Linked DNA regions of Mus musculus: region 2 is linked to region 1. The links are chromatin contacts, called in public HiChIP or PLAC-seq maps. All regions are on one chromosome and are shown on one strand. The core of a region is the stretch at or near the end of the contact, and the rest is flanking DNA. Distances in the headings are between cores, read along the strand shown.

Region 1 (4,595 bases), core at 265-2,764:
TACAGGAAGCAGAGGAAGTTGGAACTCTGATTTTGAGGCGAGCCCCAAGACAGCCAAGGCTACACAGAGAAATCAACCCACTCTCAGAGAAAACGAAAACAAAAACAAACCAACCACACATGGCTATATATCACAGTTAATTGTGTGCTCACATTGCTTACTATGGAAAGAGAATATGTTCCAGAATGGTGGGTGGTGACAGCATCGTTAGCAAGTGATATCCCTGGGCTATCACTCTACCTCCTGTTCCTGCCTTTACTTTGTTTTCTGAGTGTCGGCACAGCACATGGGCATAGCTGGCTCAGGTTTGCATCCTTAGAAGCCCCCAAAGTAGACTCCACTGTGGGGTTCTACCCCCACCGCCAAGAAGGCTCCTGGTTGGCCTGGCATGGGTTTGTTGCCATGATACGTACCATAATTAATAGCAGGTTGGTTGAGGAAAAGATCCGCCATTAAGGGAAATCAAAGCAGGAACCAGGGTCAGAAACCATGGGAGAATGCTGCCTACTGGCCCAAACTCTCTTGCTCTGGCATCCTTTCAGGAAGATTTCTTATACAGCCCAGGGTCCCCTGCCTCAGAATTGCACTTCCTGCAGTGAGCCGGGGTCTCCTACATAAATTAGCAATCAAGAGACCGTCCCCATCCCCACAGACCTGCCACGGGCAGATCTGATCTGAGCAGTCCCTCAATTGAGACTCCTATAGATAACTCTGAGCTGTGTCAAGTTGAAGACTCAAAACATGGAAGATTCTAGGTGTGTCTAGAGTGCAGAAGGCTTAAGGGGTGAGAGCTGATGGGACCAGGAAGGGGTAAGCACTTCAGGCTGAGGGAAGGAACCAGCTGGGCTGCGCTGGGCTGGGAGGCTGCTTAGAACTGGTACAGAAGGCAGCTGGAGAAATGGCTAAGCAGTTAAAAACACTGACTGCTCTAACAGAGGTCCTGAGTTCAGATCTCAGCAACCACATGTTGGCTCACAACCATCTGTAATAGGGATCCGATGCCCTCTTCTGGTGTGTCTGAAGACAGCGACAGCATACTCACATACATGAAAGAAAGAAAGAAAGAAAGAAAGAAAGAAAGAAAGAAAGAAAGGAAGGAAGGAAGGGAAGGGAAGGAAGGAAGAAAGGAAGGAAGGGTAGAGGAAATGCTGGACAATTGGACAGTGCTCACACAAGGGCCTGTGATCAGAACTGGGTAACTACAACTTAGTTTTTCTTTCTTTCTTCCCCCCCCTTTTTTTTTCTGGCTTTTTCGAGACAGGGTTTCTCTGTGTAGCCCTGGCTGTCCTGGAATTCACTCTGTAGACCAGGCTGGCCTCGAACTCAGAGATCCGCCTGCCTCTGCCTCCTAAGTTCTGGGACTAAAGGCATGTGCCACCAGCACCCGGCCATTTTGATCTTGGGACTGATCCAGCAGTGGGGCTTCAAGAATTGCCTAACTCCCTCCCTGACACTGCCAGCCCCGTAGCTCCAAGCTTTCTGTGCTCTGGTGATAAAGACACAAGTGGTAGTTTTTCACTTGTGTGGAGAGTCCCAGGGCAGGGCCCCTTAATCAGCAATGAGTAATTCTAAACATTTATTCTCTTGTATTTGTTTTAAAAGATAACGCAGGGCCATGAGGACCTTGGGAGAGACACTGATTACTTCCTAGGGTCTCTGACTTTGTCAGTTAGAGTTCAAGGTCCATGCAGCTGATAATGTATCAGGAGAGGCCAATGAGGAAGATTGAGTGCTGTTAGCTCTTCCAGAGCCCCATAGAGTCCGAAAGTACCAAGCCTTCATAAAAGCTTGGCTAAGCACATAACCCCTATTTCCTGTCCACAGTGACTTTGGCTGAGGCTGCCTGGCAAGTCAGGATTTGGACTCCAGGAAATTACATTTCAGTTGGGACTGCATTTAAACCCTGTCTTAAACTGACCCTTAAAAACAAACAAACAACCCCACAGATGTAAATCTCAAACTATAGCAGCCCAGAACAGAACTGGGTTCCAGTTTTCCCAGGGGGGAAGAGGGTCTCCACCTATTTATTGTTCATGACCACCTGACTCTGGTCCGCAGTCCGTGTCTTTTCTTACAGTTGTTGGAAAGATGACAGTATTCTTAGAGGTGGAAAGTGCTTTTTAATTATAAGACTGTCATACGCATCACCTTAGGAAATCACAGCAGTCTTGGGAGATAGCTTATAGTCTCCATTTAAGTTGGAAAAACCTGAAGGTGGCATGGTGACAAATACTTGACATCCTAATATTGGGAGGCTGAGGTGGGAAAATCGGGAGTTCAGGCCAGCCCGGGATAGACTTAGTTTTCCAGAGCACCCTGGGATGTGTAGAGGGAGTCTTTCTCAAAACAAAACCGAGGCGGTGGTAGGATCAGGAGTTCAGTCATCCTTGGCTACTTAGTTTGAAGCCAGCTTTTTATCTTTAAGGCTGGGCAGTGGTGGCACACGCCTTTAGTCCCAGCACTCGGGAGGCAGAGGCAGGCAGATTTCTGAGTTCGAGGCCAGCCTGGTCTACAGAGTGAGTTCCAGGACAGCCAGGGCTACACAGAGAAACCCTGTCTCGAAAAACAAAACAAAACAAAACAAAAAGATCCTATCTTTAAATGAAGAAGGTGGGGGGAGCTGAGGTCCCCTGGGGAAGCTCCGTGCTGGCGGGATCCAGGCTTGGAGACACCCACACTTGCTTCTGTATCCCCAGGACTGCAGCGTGCTCCTGTCTGTGGAACCTACCGACCAAGGCTGCTACCCACTGAATGACCACCTCTTCTGCAAGCCCTGTCACCTGAAGCGGAGTGCTGCTGGTTGCTGCTGAAGAGTCCCGATAGCTGGCCCTTCCCTGACTTGGTTTCCCCTCCTGACTTTTCTTGAGTACTTTCTTTTTGAACCTCACTGGGCACCAGCACACTGCTCAGCCCATAGTGTCTAAATGCACAGACAGGCTTGAGACACTGGGCTTTGGCCTCCTAGTACACAGCACCCCCCACCCCCAGACTTTCTACTCCTCTCCCTTCATTGACCAGGAGGCCTCTCACCACCAGACTGCAACCCTGGTCCATCTCTAGTGCTGCCCTGACATGTTTATGGGGACAGGTCTCAGGATGATACCTGTGTCTCTGACCATGATGCTTAGCTGCCTAGCAGAAGGCGCTGAGACCTCAGCTTAGATTGTAGAGCTAAGTTGTTTGAAGTGCGCCTTCTCAGCCACTCCAAAAAGTATTTTTTGAGAATATAAGTGTGTAGTAGACATGATAGCACACACCTTTAATCCCAGCACTTGGGAGGCAGAGGCAGGTGGATTTCTATGTTCAATCTAGTCTGATCTACTAAAAGATTCAAAACAATATTCTTTGGATTTGGGGGAGAGAAATCTTTGAATTTTTCTCTTTTTCTTTTTTTGGTGGGGTAAAATCAGTAAACATCTTCCCTTGGTTCAGGGGCTGCGAAGATGGCTCGGTGATGAAGAGCGAGCTCTTGCTCCTCTTGCGGAGGACCAGAGTTCATTTCCCAGCATCCCTCATGGAGGCTCATAACTACCTGTCCTGCAACTCCAGTTTCCGGAGAGCTGGCGCCCTCTGCTGGCCTCCTTGGAACCTTAATGCATGTGGTGTACACGCTTACACTCAGGCACACACACATACATTAAAAAAAAAAAAACAATTTAGCCATGTCTAATGGCAAACACCTTTAATCTCAGTACTTGGGAGGCAGAGACACATGGATCTCTGCATTTGAAGGCAGCCACAGCTACAATCTTAAAATGCACAAACTACTGGGGTTTGGTGGTGCAAATCTGTGATCCCAGTGCTGGGGGAAATTGCCAGAAGCTTGCGACCTGCTTAGACTTCATAGAATTCCCAATCAGTTTTGGCCACATTCAGAGATTTGTCTCAGAAAATAATAATAAATCATAAGTGCATAGAACGTGAGGTAGCGGCGACCCAGCCTTCCTTCCTGTAGAATCCGTGCTGAGCTGGGCTCAGGATGGGAGGGAGGATGGTCACGTGCCTCTGCTTGCTTCCACACCCTGTGAGCTCCTGTGAGGGGCTCCCAGACCTGGATTAAGAGCCTTTGATTTGCTAAGGAACAAGTTCGAGGCTGAGCCTCCTTCCTCCAGACTTTACTGGGGCTCTGGCCTCTACAAGTGCGCGCACGCGCGCACACACACACACACACACACACACCAAAGAGGCTAGGGAAAGAAGTCACATCTCTTTGGTCTCCCATGTGTGCCACCCAGCCTCCACTTCAGCTTTGCTGCTAGGCTGCCCGTAACCACTGTCTCTGTGAAGCCACACCTAGAACATTCTCCCTCTTAAGGAAATTCACTTTAAGGCAGGCAAGATGATTCAGCTGGTAGAGGTGCTGGCTTCCAAGTCTGATGGCCGGAGTCCTGTCTCTGGGACCCACAGTGAAGGAGAGAGCCAATTCTATAAGTTGTCCTCTGGTTTACACCTGCATACCAAGATACACGTTTGTGCACACACATCTAATAGAGATAAAATGTAAAGTAGAAAAAAAATCATTTTTGTGCTTTGTAACTTCTAAGTTGCACACAGAAAAAAATAAACATATGTTCTTTCCTTGTGTCTTGTTTTTG
Region 2 (4,528 bases), core at 1,248-3,747, 350 kb before region 1:
TATGTGCTGTGTATGTATGTGATATGTGGTATGTGTGTATGTGCTGTGTATGTGGTGGGTGTGTGGTGTGTATGTGGTGTGTGTGTGTGTGTGTGTGTGGCATATGTGTAGTGTATATGTATGTATGTGGTATGTATGTATGTAGCATATGTGTGTGTGTAGTATGTATGTATGTATGTGGTACATGTGTGTATGTGATATGTGTGTGTATATGTGGTGTGTGTGTATATGTGGCATGTGTGTATGTGCAGTGTATGTGTGTGTATGGTATGTGCATATGTAGCATATGTTTGTGTGTGTGTAATACATATGTATGTGGTACATGTGTGTTTGTGTGTGTGTGTGTGTGTGTGCTTGTGTGTGTGTGGTCTCCATGGAGTCACTTCAGTCAGATGCCATCCAGGCATCAACAAGGGCTGGCAAGGTGATGGGAGGGGATCAGAAAAACTTAAGCCTCCGGGCTGGGTGTGGTGAGGTAGATCTCTAGGAGTCTGAGGCCAGCATGGTCTACATGCAGAGTTATAGGCCTGGCCTTAAAAAAGATTGGTTTTAACGCATCAGGCAAAGGGGCTGGGGCTTACACTGACCTTCAGGGGTCACAGGACCTGACTGTAGTCTCTTCCCAGAAAGAACTGAGCCCCCTCCACTGAGCTTTTTGTTGGTTTCTTGGGATGTTTGTTGTTTGTTTGTTTGTTTTGTTTTGTTTTGACAGAAGATCTGTTAGCCTAGGTTGGCCTCACGCTCACTACGTAGCCAATTATAACCTTTGACCTCCTAGCCGCCTCTTCTCCACCTCCCACGTGTTGGGATCACAGGTGTGAACCGCACAAAACTATCTTAAAAGCGGGAGAGATTTCTATCCTCTCCACCTCTTGAGGATTTAAATGCCTTCCGAAGGCTAATCCTCTCCCCCGTTGTGGACTCTAGTGGAAATCTTGTTGTAAGTTCCAAACACCCGATGCCCTGCCGGGTGCCGGAGGAAGCCCTGTGAATGCTGGCGAGGCTTTTCTTGGGATTTTGGCTACTGAGCCAGGACCTTGGAGGTAGAACCTGCGGTTGAGGCCATTAGCTGAATAAAGACAGCAAGACATGGATGGACCAGATGGCATTCCATGGCTAGGGACAGCAGAGAGCTAACCCGGAGCTCTCCCCTCATCCAAGACATCCCCGGAAGGCTCACCCTGAACCTTCTAGATGCTGGAAGAATTCTAGTGGTGACTGCTTCATTCATCTGCACCCCTCCGTCCTCCCGAAACTTGCTTCACTAGTCAGAAGGTCGTCACCAATGAGTCTTCTCCCTCAGGTCCTGGTCCCTCCCAGAGCCTCTGTACTCAGCCCGAGTGTTTGCTGTGTTCAGGACCCTGACCTTCCTCTTAACAGGTGCCGCCGCCATAGCCCTGAGCCCTCACCTCTTCTGGCTCCTGGTTTCCTGATCTATAACCCAAATAAAGAATGAAAGGGCCCTCGGCAGCAGCTCCCCACAGGGGCGCCATGGGGATGAGGTCATTCTGGGGGCGACGCAGCTGCCCATCCTGTTACTAAGTGGAAGCTGGTATTATTGACTGTGCCTTTCAGGCCTTGGAGAACAGTGTGGCTCAAGAGAAAAGAAAAATGCGGGAAATGCTGGAGGCAGAAAGGAGGAAGGCACAAGACCTGGAGAATCAGCTGACCCAGCAGAAGGAGGTAGGAGCGCCCAGTGCCCCCCACCCCCAGCAGGACTTGCAGCCAGGTGTGCCCGGCAGCCATGCAGTCTGAGGTCACGCCACTACCCACCGCCGCTGCTGGAAGTAGCCAACACTTGCCACTCAGTGGCTGACCCCGGATGATCCCTGGGAGCTCAGACCCCTGGAAAATGGGAATTTAAATGATCTCATTCGATGGGATAAAGGTTGCCGTATGTAAAGTACAAAGCTCTTCTCTGAAGCTACCAGGAGTCGTGCCAGCTGGAATGGGAAACAGTTCTAAGCACTCTGCCCCACCCCCGAAAGCCAGGGACTTCCCAGGGTGAACCTGTGCCCGTGCCAACACCTACCAGGTTAGACAGTGGCTCAGCTCAGGGACTGAACACTCTGTGACCAGGTCGTTTCCAGGAACAAGAAGCCCCTCCCACTTGGTGCTCCTGTGACTAACTGAGACACGTGGCTCCCTGCTCACCAGACTCATCATATCCTCTCTCTCCCTCTCACACCTCACACTCTGGCAGGCACCTCGTTCCATGATTTCTTGTCCCAAACCTCTGAGTCACTGGTCTTGATGGTGACTCACCTTGGCTTCCCCGTGCAGCTCATTTGTCCTCTGTCTTAGTCACTGTGTTAGTGCTGTGAAGAGACACCATGACCAAGGCAACCCCTATAAAAGAAAGCATTTAATTAGGGGCTTGCTTACAGTTTCAAAGGGTTAGTCCATTATCATCATGGCGGGAGCACAGAGGCGGGAGCATTGTGGGAGCACAGCATGAGCATGGTGGGAGCACAGCAGGAGCATGATGGGAACACAACAGGAGCATGGTGGGAGCACAGCAGTACTCATGGTGCTGGAGAAGTAGCTGACGGCTGCTTCCTGATCAGAAGGCAGAAAGCAAGAAAGTAGGCTTTTGAGACCTCAAAACCCACCCCCAGTGACAGAGTTTCTCCAACAAGACCTATATGAACCTATGGGGGACTTTTCTTAACCAACCCACCACACCCTCTCTTCTGCGCTCACCCCCAAACCCCTCCTTGACTTCCAGATCTCAGAGAACAACACGTATGAGAAACTCAAGATGAGAGACACTCTAGAGAAGGAGAAGAGGAAAATACAGGACCTGGAGAATCGCCTGACTAAGCAAAAAGAGGTAGGAGTCACAGAGACAAGAGGACCATTGCTCCTGCAGGCCTGCTGGGCCCTGCAGCCAGGCTTCAGGTCGTCCTCCTGCTCCCCTCTGGCTGTGGGCTGCTTGCCGTCTCTGTGGCTTGATGCTCCCACTTAGGAAACACAGATCTTCAGAGAGACACACCGGCTGACCACACCGCGCATAACCAGACAGACCTCCGCACAGTGCACGCGTCTCGGCTGCTCTTGTGGCTGTTACTAGCTCCTGGCTTAGAAGTGCATGGGGCAAGATCTAAACCCAGGACTCTTAACCCCTTCATCTTCAACCACTTCTTCCATTATACTGGCCTGGGTTTCTGTTAAGACCCACAATTCTGACATGGTGGGTAATGAGGAGACGGCTGCACACAGTCTCACAAACTGCAGTATTATTTGCTCATCCTGGGTCCCCGTCATGGAAGGGACTCATACACATGTACACACACACACACACACACACACACACACACACACATACACACACACACACACATATATACATAGGCACACACACCTTTGCCAGTCTCTGTCAAAGTAGATGAGCAACAACCAACCTTGCAAATGTGAGTTAAATTTAAATATGTAATATTTAAATATGTAAGTATGTATTAGAAGGATCTTCAGGGCTTGGTGGACTAAGAAGGGCATCTAAGTCTCTTTGCATCCATTTTTGAGGGGTTTTCTTTAAACACATTGACATGCACGTGTGGTGAGGGCCCCCGCTACAGGGTGGATCCGGAGTCTGTATTTTTAACAAGCTGCCCACATAACTCTAGAGCATTTTGGACATGAGCACCTAATGAGAAACTATGTCACCAAAGCCCTTAGGATTGATTACACAGCTGCTCTGGACCCCACCTTGATGGGAGGCCTTAATGGATGGGTGGGTGTCCAGAGGCGGCAGAGTCCAGCAAAGTAAGGCAAGGATCCAGAACTCAGGACTGCCACGCTCCCGTGTAAGGGCCTGGAGCTCAGATGAGGCCTGACCAAGGAGCTAGCTGTCTCTTTGCCTTGGTTCCTGGACGATGCAACCTGCAATGCCGTAAAATGAATCACCAAGGAAGGGGTAGGAACAAGTCAGTAAAAGTTGAGGTAGGAGGATAAGTCAGTAGGGTGAGGAAGAGAGTTTAAACCCTTTAGAAAAGGGCTGGAGAGATGGCTCAATGGTTAAGAGCACTGACTGCTCTTCCGAAGGTCCTGAGTTCAGATCCCAACAACCACATGGTGGCTCACAGCCATTCATAATGAGATCTGATGCCCTCTTCTGTGGTGTCTGAAGACAGCTACAGCATACTTACATATAATTAATTAATTAATTAATTAATTAATTAATTAATTAAAATTGTTTAGAAAAGACAAGCTAGTAATATGTATATGTATGTCTTATTACTAGCTTGTCATATGTGTGTGTGTGTCTACATATATATAATCAGGACTAGAGAAAAGACTCAGCAATTAAGAGCACTGAGTACTCTCCCAGAGGACCCATGTTAGATTCCCAGCACCCACATGGCAGCTCACAACTATCTGTAACTCCCGTTCTGGGCATCCAATGCCCTCTTCTGGCCTCCACAGGCACCAGGCACACAAACAGTATACAGCCATACTGGCAAGCAAATTACCTATGCACATAAAATAAATCTTTTTAAAAAGTTTATCATGAATCAATAAATAAACT

Evidence for each region. HiChIP or PLAC-seq counts read pairs in DNA pulled down with a chosen protein or histone mark.
Region 2: a FOXA1 HiChIP or PLAC-seq map of pancreatic cancer cells shows a contact between it and region 1. The contact joins two enhancer-like sites. A contact is called at or near these places in 2 of 115 datasets of contacts at active chromatin or transcription factors (embryonic stem cells and pancreatic cancer cells) and 1 of 9 other capture datasets (liver).

What each region holds. Positions count from the first base shown.
Region 1 is chr4:141,576,045-141,580,639 of GRCm38.p6, reverse strand. It overlaps Fblim1 (filamin binding LIM protein 1), which reads left to right. Exons shown (of 9, transcript NM_001163256.1): 9 at 2,697-4,578. The coding sequence ends at 2,810. Among named protein-coding and RNA genes, the nearest start is that of Fblim1, 22 kb to the left of the region's middle. Within about 2 kb of position 1,514, at least 18 of the 459 cell types and tissues checked have an H3K27ac peak or open chromatin away from gene starts, as enhancers often do. A contact at or near this core is called in pancreatic cancer cells, where this site is marked.
Region 2 is chr4:141,926,685-141,931,212 of GRCm38.p6, reverse strand. Fhad1 (forkhead-associated (FHA) phosphopeptide binding domain 1) reads left to right here. Exons shown (of 32, transcript NM_177868.4): 17 at 1,576-1,683; 18 at 2,729-2,833. Gm35295 (a long non-coding RNA gene) reads right to left here. Exons shown (of 3, transcript XR_390916.3): 2 at 2,033-2,349. Among named protein-coding and RNA genes, the nearest start is that of Gm35295, 8.0 kb to the right of the region's middle. Within about 2 kb of position 2,497, at least 78 of the 459 cell types and tissues checked have an H3K27ac peak or open chromatin away from gene starts, as enhancers often do. A contact at or near this core is called in pancreatic cancer cells, where this site is marked.